2 separate regions of the Mus musculus genome follow, and region 2 is linked to region 1. Evidence: chromatin contacts called from public Micro-C data. All regions are on one chromosome and are shown on one strand. The core of a region is the stretch at or near the end of the contact, and the rest is flanking DNA. Distances in the headings are between cores, read along the strand shown. Region 1 holds the start of Gale (galactose-4-epimerase, UDP). Region 2 holds the start of Luzp1 (leucine zipper protein 1).

Evidence for each region. Hi-C and Micro-C count contacts between places; a contact is called where the count stands out from the background.
Region 2: a Micro-C map of embryonic stem cells shows a contact between it and region 1, with 2.2 times the contacts expected there. The contact joins the promoter of Luzp1 here to the promoter of Gale in region 1. A contact is called at or near these places in 2 of 484 Hi-C or Micro-C datasets (both in embryonic stem cells) and 2 of 115 datasets of contacts at active chromatin or transcription factors (memory CD8 T cells and pancreatic cancer cells).

The regions. Positions count from the first base shown.
Region 1 is chr4:135,961,289-135,965,951 of GRCm38.p6, forward strand. Gale (galactose-4-epimerase, UDP) reads left to right here and starts at 2,437. Exons shown (of 11, transcript NM_001356493.1): 1 at 2,437-2,500; 2 at 4,046-4,168; 3 at 4,278-4,393. The coding sequence starts at 4,051. Hmgcl (3-hydroxy-3-methylglutaryl-Coenzyme A lyase) reads left to right here. Exons shown (of 9, transcript NM_008254.3): 9 at 821-1,380. The coding sequence ends at 922.
Region 2 is chr4:136,467,208-136,471,870 of GRCm38.p6, forward strand. Luzp1 (leucine zipper protein 1) reads left to right here and starts at 2,554. Exons shown (of 5, transcript NM_024452.2): 1 at 2,554-2,643.

The DNA of each region.
Region 1 (4,663 bases), core at 1,187-3,686:
AAGAGAGGTTGGTCTGCTTGGATATGATCATGAGCATAGGAGGCCAAGATCCCAGGGTGACATCCACACTTCAGTCGCAGGAGGCCCCCAGAAAGTGGAAGGAGCCCTAAGAGGGGGCAGCTTTGTGACCTGCAGTGAGTCACTTCCCCCAGACTGTTTTCTCTATGAACAAGGGCACACTGTGAAATTAGCCACACAGGGCTCCACTGGACTCTGTGGGACCTCGGTGGTGGCACAGAGGTCACACTACATCTCAGCTTTGAGGTCTGATGGTTGAAAGCCCAGATCTCTTCCACCCCGGCTGCTCGACTTCCAAGTATTTCATCTCTGTAAACCCGAGTAACAACGGTGCGTGTGCTCTCCACTGTCACAGGATTAAGAAAACGCATGGCCAGAAGCATAGGTCAGTGGAGACACCCTGGACCAATCTGTAGCATCAGAAGAAACTGTAGCGTGCTTGGCACTCAGTAATGGCCGGCTAGCAGATTGGACTTACTGTTACAGTCGAGTTGGGTGAGGGAGTGGTCTAGTAGGTGAGACCTTCTCTAGCATTAGCAATGGTCTGGGGACAGTCTCAGCACAGGGAAAGAGACACAAAGGCCAACGAATGGACATCACAGTTCCTGTGGGGCAGGCTGGACCCTGAACATGGAGATGGGACACCACTAATAAGGTCCCTTCCACAAACCGCCTGCTGGAGACAGCCCCAGACAGTGGTCACAACTGTTGCAGGAGGGGCCTGTTTGCTGTCATCTTCCCCTTCCCATGTCAACAGCTGTCTATGGTCTGTTTGCCTTACTTTATTCCTTACTTCTTCAAGGGTGTGAACCTCCAGAAACTTCTAGAAGCTGGGGACTTCATCTGTCAAGCCCTTAACAGAAAAACTAGTTCCAAAGTGGCACAGGCCACCTGCAAGCTCTGAGACCCTCGTTCGCCTGAACCAGAACGGAGGGAATTGGGTGTATACAATGATTCCTGGATGAAGAGATGGAATGAGAGCAAATGAGCCGGCATCACAGAGGTCCCTGTCCCTGATGATAAGGGCTAGAGCTGCCTGGCCTGGGCCAGCTCCCCAGAGCTGTGCCTAAGCACTTGCTTGGGATGGCCCTGGGTGAGTCTGCCTGCCAACAGAGCTGATGTCCACCGCCGCAGGGCCTTTGTTCTACCTCTGAGGACAGAGAGCAGTTTCCCCTTATGCCAGCAGAGCATTTGCTGGAATGGTGGGGGTTGATCTGCATCTGTGGTCATCTGCCAACGAAATCTCCACTCTGTGTGTGATTTTTTTGAAAACAGCTTATGTAATTAAAGGTTTAATTTTCTAATATAACATTCAAACGTGTGTTTATGGGTGGAGGAGTAAAATTGCTCTGAGGGAAGAGGGAAGGTTTTGTGGCTGGTTCATCTTTGGATCTCTTCCATCGCCACACCCAAGCCCCCAGACCACTGACTGGAAATCATTGCTGTGGGGAACACCCTAGGACTCGCTTCTGAGAACGTGCCTGTTTCCAGAGCAGGAAGATAGATCAGGAAGATAGATCTCTTACTGGTCTGGAACTAGCTAAGGAGACTAGGCTGGCTGGCCAGTGAACCCCAGGGATCCATCTGTATCTGCTTCCAGTGAGATAACAAACTTCCACAATGGTCAACTTGACAGTATTATTATTATTATTATTATTATTATTTATTCACGCGCTAGCTATCTTCAGCTTCCCTTTTCATAAACTCACTGAAATTCTGCTGGGCCTGAAGACCTGTACTACCAGGAAAGATTTAGCTTCATTTATGTATTTGTGAGAGAATGCCAGCTATGTATGGTATGTGCAACGGAGGTCAGAAGCGGGCATGGCATCCTATGTAATGAGAGGCGGTAGGTATGTGGGTGCCAGAAACAGGACTCGGGGCCTCTGCAGGAGCAGCCTCCCGAATGCTGGGATTAAAGGCGTGTGCCACCACCGCCCGGTCCCGCTTTGTATCTTAAACCGAGACAAAAGTGTCTTGAGTCCCTATACGGGGGCAGGTGCGCAAACACAGCTTTGGGGGAGGGAGGCAGCGGCTCAGCGATGGGCACAGCAATTGCTACTGTGAATGTCAAGGTTCCTTCGCCATCGCGGGTTTCTTCCCACGTGAACTTGGACGCAGCCCGGGCCAGCCATGTCCTCCAACTGGAGCTGCCCGACCAAGGGTTTGACACAAACAGTGGCTCTGAGTGGAGGGACTAGAAAGGGCCCAGTCCCGACCTTGTTTCTCCTCAACAGCCCGCCGGTAACCGGATGGCGTCCGCACCCCTCATTTCCGCCCTCGATGGAAGCGCACTGCGCAGGCGTTTAAAGCCTGTGCAGACCATTTGTCCCTCCAGGGTTGCCGTCCAGGCAGTAACCCAGTACACACGTTTCCTGGAGGGCGTGGAGGGGCGGGGTCGGGCTGGGCTGTCAGGTCTTAAAGGGGCCGCGGCGCTGGTCGCGGGAGGCGGTGCCTGGAGTCAGCGCTGGAGCTTCCGCAGGTTCGGCCGGTAGAATGAAGGGCTTAGTGAGCTCGGAAGGGCCAATGCTTGGTGGGGAGCGAGGAGGTTCCAAGAGGGTCGGTTCGTGTTCGGAACAGGGCCAGGCTCACCCCTTCTGCTCGCGTTTTCCGCAACCGTAGCGGGGGCCACCCGAGCCCATTCATTCGGGGCTCGGCTCCCCGCTCCTGCTCCCAGCCCAGACCCGAAGTCCAGAGCTAAGCTCCGCCTCGCCCAGGCTGCTGAGACCCAGCATCCGCTCTCCTGCCTTGTACAGACAGGGAAAACTGAGGAGGGGACCGCTGACCAAGGTCATCCCCTAGTCCGGAGCGGAGCGACCTCAGAGCAGCCTTTCTGCCACCAGAGTCCCCTCAGCGACCGCCTCCCCGCGTCTTCGCGCAATGCGGGAGCTGCAGGGAGTCGCGGGGCATAGTCTCGGGGATCCCCCTTAGTCAGTTCTTATTGCTGTGTGACCCCAGGCCGACTGCCTCTGGGCTCAGACCCTAGTACCCAGGGCTGGTAGAAACACCTGCCACATCCAGATGTTGGGAAAATAACGCACAAGTGCGGGGTAGTGATTCTGGGTCGCACTGGACGCCCCGTCCAGTGGGCTGCAGCAGAATAACCCCAGCAGAAACTTGAGGCAGCTCGGAGAAAGACGGCAGCGAGCCAGGTCGTGAAAATGAAAGGCCTCACTGTGTGGACTGCCTCTCTGTCCGCCCAGCAGTTTGCTCAGGGTGGGGATGCACACCTGGCAGCGGAGAGCGAGCCAAATCCACGTCGACACCGGCTCACTTGGTGCTGCCCTCCTTGGGCGGGATCTGTGGCTCCAAGTCAGCTGGGCCAAAGCTGAGCTATTGGCTGCCCCAGGGTGGGGTGAAGCCCTACCCACTCCAGGGCTGTTGGCACTGCAGCCTCTGAGCTGGGCACAGCCTTCCTGGCTAAGGACCCCACCCTTGAGGCCATTTGGCGTTCTTACTGCTTCCTCCCAACTGACCTTCCAGGGGAAGGGTTGTTGGAGCACTAGATGTTAGTCATCAAACCCAGGAACCTTTTGCTCCGGGGAAAAGGTGTCAGTTTACAGGGACAGGTCCCTTTTTCTGTATCCTAGCCTCCCATTCTTAAGCGATGTTCTTCTGCCCGAGACTGTCCATACTCCAGACATGGAGGCAGGAAGGGTGGGTCTTCAAAAGGCCCATCTTCCCACCCTCTGTCAACAGGAACTAGACAGCATGGTGTGTCTGATGTCCTACATATGCAGGTGGCAGACCTTTAAACTGCTTCATTGGGCCCTCCTAATACATGGGGTGTGTACAATAATTAGTTCTAGAGGTGAAAACTGTGCCCTAGAGAGAGTTCAAAACGTCAGCCCCTACAGCCAGAAACTGGTAGTTAGCTAGTTAGACCCAGGGCTGATTCTGGAACCTCTCCTTAAACTAGGGCTCACCCCTACATCCTCCAAGATGAAGGTAGGGGTCGAGCATCCAGTTGGAGTGAGGCCCTGAGCAGGAAGCCTCGGCCACCTCTGAAACTCTGTCTTCTAAGCAGGCGCCATGGAAAAGGTGCTGGTCACAGGTGGGGCTGGCTACATCGGCAGCCACACGGTATTGGAGCTGCTGGAGGCAGGCTACTCACCTGTGGTCATTGACAACTTCCATAACGCCATTCGTGGTGAGTGAAGCTGGGTACGAATCAGTGAACAGTTTCTAGAGGGGTTGGGTACAGGACCCCATTCTCTAATATTGAACACCGTGTGCCCCACCACCACCACCACCACCAGGAGAAGACTCCATGCCTGAGAGCCTGCGCCGGGTCCAGGAGTTGACAGGCCGCTCTGTGGAGTTTGAGGAGATGGACATCTTGGACCAGGCAGCCCTACAGCACCTCTTTAAGAAGGTATGTACTGGGGCTGGAGAGATGGCTCAGCGGGTAAGAGCACTGACTGCTCTTCTGAAGGTCCTGAGTTCAAATCTCAGCCACCACATGGTGGCTCACAATGCCCTCTTCTGGTGCATCTGAAGACAGCTACAGTGTACTTACATATAATAATAAGTACATTTTTAAAAAAGAAGCTAGGTGCTAGCTGGGGCATTTAGAGCATGCCTTTAAACCAAGCACTTGGGAGTCTTTGTGAGTTTGGGGCCAGCGTGGCAGGTAGGAGGAGCA
Region 2 (4,663 bases), core at 1,304-3,803, 510 kb after region 1:
ACCCAGGCTTTACACAAACTCATAGTCCTTCCGAAGTGTTGAAATTACAGACATGCATCACTGTGTTTGGATTATCACATTTAATTAATCAACTAATTAACTAATTAACTAATCCTTTGGTGCTGGGAATTGAACCTAGGACTTAGTGCTTGCTAGGCAAATGCTCTACCATTGAGCCAGTTTGCCAAATCTAAACAAATACCACACGGATCACCTATCACAAACGGAGGGACAGAGGCTCAGTGAACTCCTGTGAGCTGGGAAATAGGTTTGTCACATCACAACTCGAGTTTCACAAAAATGTGTGAGTTTCATGCCCAGAATCACTAAGGAACAAATGAACAGTTTGCTTATTTAATTAGAGACAGAGAATTATGTAGCCCAGAACGGCCTCAGGCCCACTAAGTTGCTGGGGATGAGAATGGCCTCAGGCCCACCACGGTGCTGAGGATGGCCTTAACTTTGTTTTAAAAAACCTTTATTTTAAATCCCTGTACTCAGGAGGCAGAGGCAGACCTCTGAGTTTGAGGCCAGCCTCCCTTACAGATCTAGTTCCAGGACAACCAGAGCTACACAGTGAAACCCTGCCTTGAAAACATCGACAACACCACCAACCAACTTTATTTTTATTTATTAATTTTTTCATGTGGATGAGTGTTTTTTTTTAAACGATTTATTTATCATTATATCTAAGTACACTGTTGCTGTCTTCAGAAGCACCAGAAGAGGGCATCAGATCTCATTACGGATGGTTGTGAGCCACCATGTGGTTGCTGGGAATTGAACTCAGGACCTTCAGAAGAGCAGTCAGTGCTCTTAATCGCTGAGCCATCACTCCAGCTCCCATGGATGAATGTTTTGCTTATGTGTATGTATGTGTATCATGTATGTACCTGGTGCCTGCAGAGACCAGAAAAGAGTATTCGATCCTTTGGAGTTGGGGCTGCAGAGTGTTGTGAGCTTCCATGTGGGTGTTGGGACAGAACCTGGCTCCTCTGCAAAATGCTCTAACAAATAGGCTATCTCCCCAGTTCTGAACTCTTTCTTTCTTTCTTTGAGACAGGATTTCACTATGTAGCTCTGGTTGTCCTAGAACTTACTATGTAGACCAGGTTGGCCTAGAACTCACAGAACTCTGCCCGCCCTCTGCCTCCCAAGTGTTGGGATTAAAAGCATTTGCTACTATGCCGGTCTCTGCAGTTGAATTCCTGAGTTTTCTGGCTTTACCTCCTGAGTGCTGGAATTAGAGGTATATGCTACCACATCCAACTATGCAGTGTTTGTGATTGAAGCCAGGGCATTGTGCATACTAGACAAATGCTCTACCAACAGAACTGTATCCCCAGCCCCAAAGGGTACTCCAGGTTGGCCCTAAATGTGTGATTCTCCTGTTTCACCCTCTTCAGCATTTGCCTACCAGCGCTCATGGCCATGGATGGCATTATTTTTTAAGACATGTTTTCTTATTTGTAGCCCTGCTTGTCTCAAACTAGCAATGCACCTGCCTGCTGAGTGCTGGGATTAAAGATAGGAATGTGCCACTGCCACACCCAGCTGGAGGTCAACAGGATACAAGTTATAATGTATCCACGGCCCTGTGAGAGCTGGAGTCAATGCCACCAGGTACAGAGAGCAAAGAGGGTTGGTCTTTTTGCCTTGGGAGAAATAGGAGGACGCACACAGGAGATGAGGTGACAAGCAGAAGGGCGGATGTGGGAAAGCGGTGGGTGTGCTAAGGGAAGTTTGGGTAAACTTCAGAGCGTGTGTATGAAGGTAGGAAGTGAGAATACCAGGCCATGGATTTGGCCTTTGTTCCATAGGCAATAAAGAGCTTACACAAGAGGCGTCTCCAGAGACCAGCCATACTCCTGCAGTCAGAGAGGAAGCAGCTCTTAGCCATCTGTGTCCCGGCTTGTGCAGGCTGCTGGGTGCCAGCGCGTGGGAGGGCGCCCACAGAACGTCTCTGAATGTGGCCTGTGCGCTGCAGGATTTAGGTCCTGAGCTACCTTCAAAGTCCACTTCCCCCCAGGGGTTCTCTTGGCCCTAGTACTTTGTACATAGAAGGCATTGGGGGGACTTTTTGAGACCATGTGGCCCACTGCCGATTCCCATTTTAAAGAAGGAAAAGTAAGGGATATAGATGGGAAAGGACTTTCCTGGCAGCACCTGAGGAATGAATGTGGAGCCAGTGGGACTAGAAGTCATGACCTCTGAGCCACGCCCAGTCCCTTCTCCACACTCACTGAGTAAGAGGTGTTTGGTTGAGCGATGACTTCATTTCAGGCCCTAATCCCTTTGCATGGACGATTTTACTGCACCCTCCCAACGTCTCTGAAAGCGTTTCTTTTGAGCGCGGTCTTGCCTTCCAAGTCAGGTTTCCTCCGGAGCCTAGCCCAGGTCCGGGGCACCTAGCTAGGAAGGCAATGAAAACTTGGCTGGGTTCAAACCTTGGGCTTGGAAGTGGGAGGGCTTAAAAAAAGGACCAAAGGAGGCGTGGCCTGGCATACGCCCCGCCCCGGAGCGCTGACGCCACACAAGGCCCCGCCCCTCATTGTCAGTCTGGGGGAGCCTGAGCAGGCGCCGGCCGCTGGGAGCGGAGCGCCGGATCCTCCGGCGGCGGGAGCGCGGGCCGCAGCCGCTGAGGTGAGGCGGCGGCGGGAGTGTGGCGAGGCGGGCGGCCTGGGAGTCCGGCTTGTGTGCCGGGGGTGAGGGGGTCTCGGCCGGGGTGTCCCGGGGACGGCGGGGAGTGCGCGCGGGTTCTGGAAGCGGAGCCGGGAAGGGGAGGTCTCCGGTGGGCCAGCCGGAGAGAGTGTGGCTGGAGTTGGAGGGAGAGACTCAGAGATTTTTTTTTCTTCCTGAGGAGGGGGAGGGACGTTTCTGAGGAGACTGGGGAGACGCCGAGTGAGGGCGAGCGCGGCTGTGGCGGCCAGGGAGGGAGGCGTCGGGGTCCTCGCCGGGCTCCGCGGGGCGGCGAGCCGGGAGGAAGGAAGTGAGCGGACAGGAAGGGCCGCGGCCGGTGTGCGGGACGCGACGCGCGGGGGGCCGGGGAGAGGCCCGCGGCGGCCCCGGGGCGTCCGCAGCTGTCGGCCCCGGGGCTGCGGCCCGCCCGCCCGCCCGCGCGGCTCCCGCCGGCGCGCTGCTCCCGTCTCGCGGGCCAGACCGCCGCGGCCCGGGAAGGAATTCGAGGCATTCGCTTTGTTTAAGTTGCCAGTCGACAGTCCCGAGGACTAATTAATGGTGGAATCTGCAGGGGCACTCGGGTAGCCGCCGGCCCCCTCCCGCCGCCGCGGTGAACTTTCCGCAGCGCGCACCCCGCCCCGCGGCCCGGCAGGGAAGGGAGCCATGGCTTCCCGAAGCGCAGGAATGAAGTGCGGTTTCGGGAGCCGCTTTTGGCCTGCGGCTGGCCAGGCGACTAGCGAGGTGGAAGCCGGCGTCCCGGGCACGGGCACTGGCACGGCGGGGCTGGTGGGTTCCGCAGCCCGGTGGGGACCTCTCCGAGGTGCCTGCGGTTTCTGCTAATTACCTCGCAGGAGCCTCAGCCGGCCGAGAAAGACCCATCTTGCTATGGAGCATCTGTTTCTTCATCGCGTCAGCCCCTTTCCTAACACTGCAGAGCTTGTTGTGGCTTGTTTCGGAAATGCCGAGGCGGGTGCTCACACTTCGGGGTGGGAGAGGGGAAGAGAGCAGGCAGCCCCCCCCCCCATCCCCCTTCACACACCTCCAAAAAAAAAAAAAAAATCTCCGCAGTGTTCTTTAACCGAGCAGCTTGCAGATTCTCTGTCGCACCTTCGATGACTTGAATGACCTTGGGGGAAAGGATTGTGCTTCTGAGCGCCTCGTGGTGGCTTTTCTGTCCATTCAGGAGAAAATAACTCTCTGGACCTCAGTGCCTTTTGGAAGATATTTTTGAGATTTGGGGTTTGTTCAGGGTATTTCTTTTTGTCCTTTTTATTTTATTTTTTTTTCCAACTGCTGTCTGTGGTTCTGGCTTAAGGATCTGGACTAGTGACAGAGCCGGGAAGAATTCAGATCACCTAGGAAGATTTAGCAACCCCAGATGAGGGGAGGCTATTTCCTCTGGGAAAATCTGTACAGTATGTTCCAGATTGCCTTCTGTCACTTTGTGTGCAGCTTTGGTGGCATTTGTGTGGTTAAATTCTATAACCCCCTTAGAAAATTCTTCTCTTGTTAGAAATAATTGTTTTGCACAGAATTTCCCCTTGGGGCAGATTAAGGTTTTGCTCAATTTACTCGGAAGAATTTTCCAGGTTTCTAAAATTAAATCACTTTTCTAAACATAGCAGCTAAAGTTTGAAAAACTAGAAATAGTGGGATGGGTAAGGGATGGATTGGACTATGAAGGCAGGAAGTATAGGTTCACAGCTGACCATCCACTAATAACATGGAGTTTAAAAAAGATTTGTCTTCCTGTGTATGGGAATGCTCACATGAGTTCAGGTGTTTCTGAGGCCAGATCCCTCTCAAGTTTTTGTTATAGGCAGCTATGGTTGGGAGATGCCTGACATGTGTGCTGGAAACTGAACTTTGGTCTTCTGGAGAGCAAGAAGGGTTCTTAAACATTTTGCCCTCTCTCTAGTTCCCATAACATGGATTGTTTGTTAATTAGCCTTCCTCCATATTTTTTTTTAAAGCCTGAAGACCA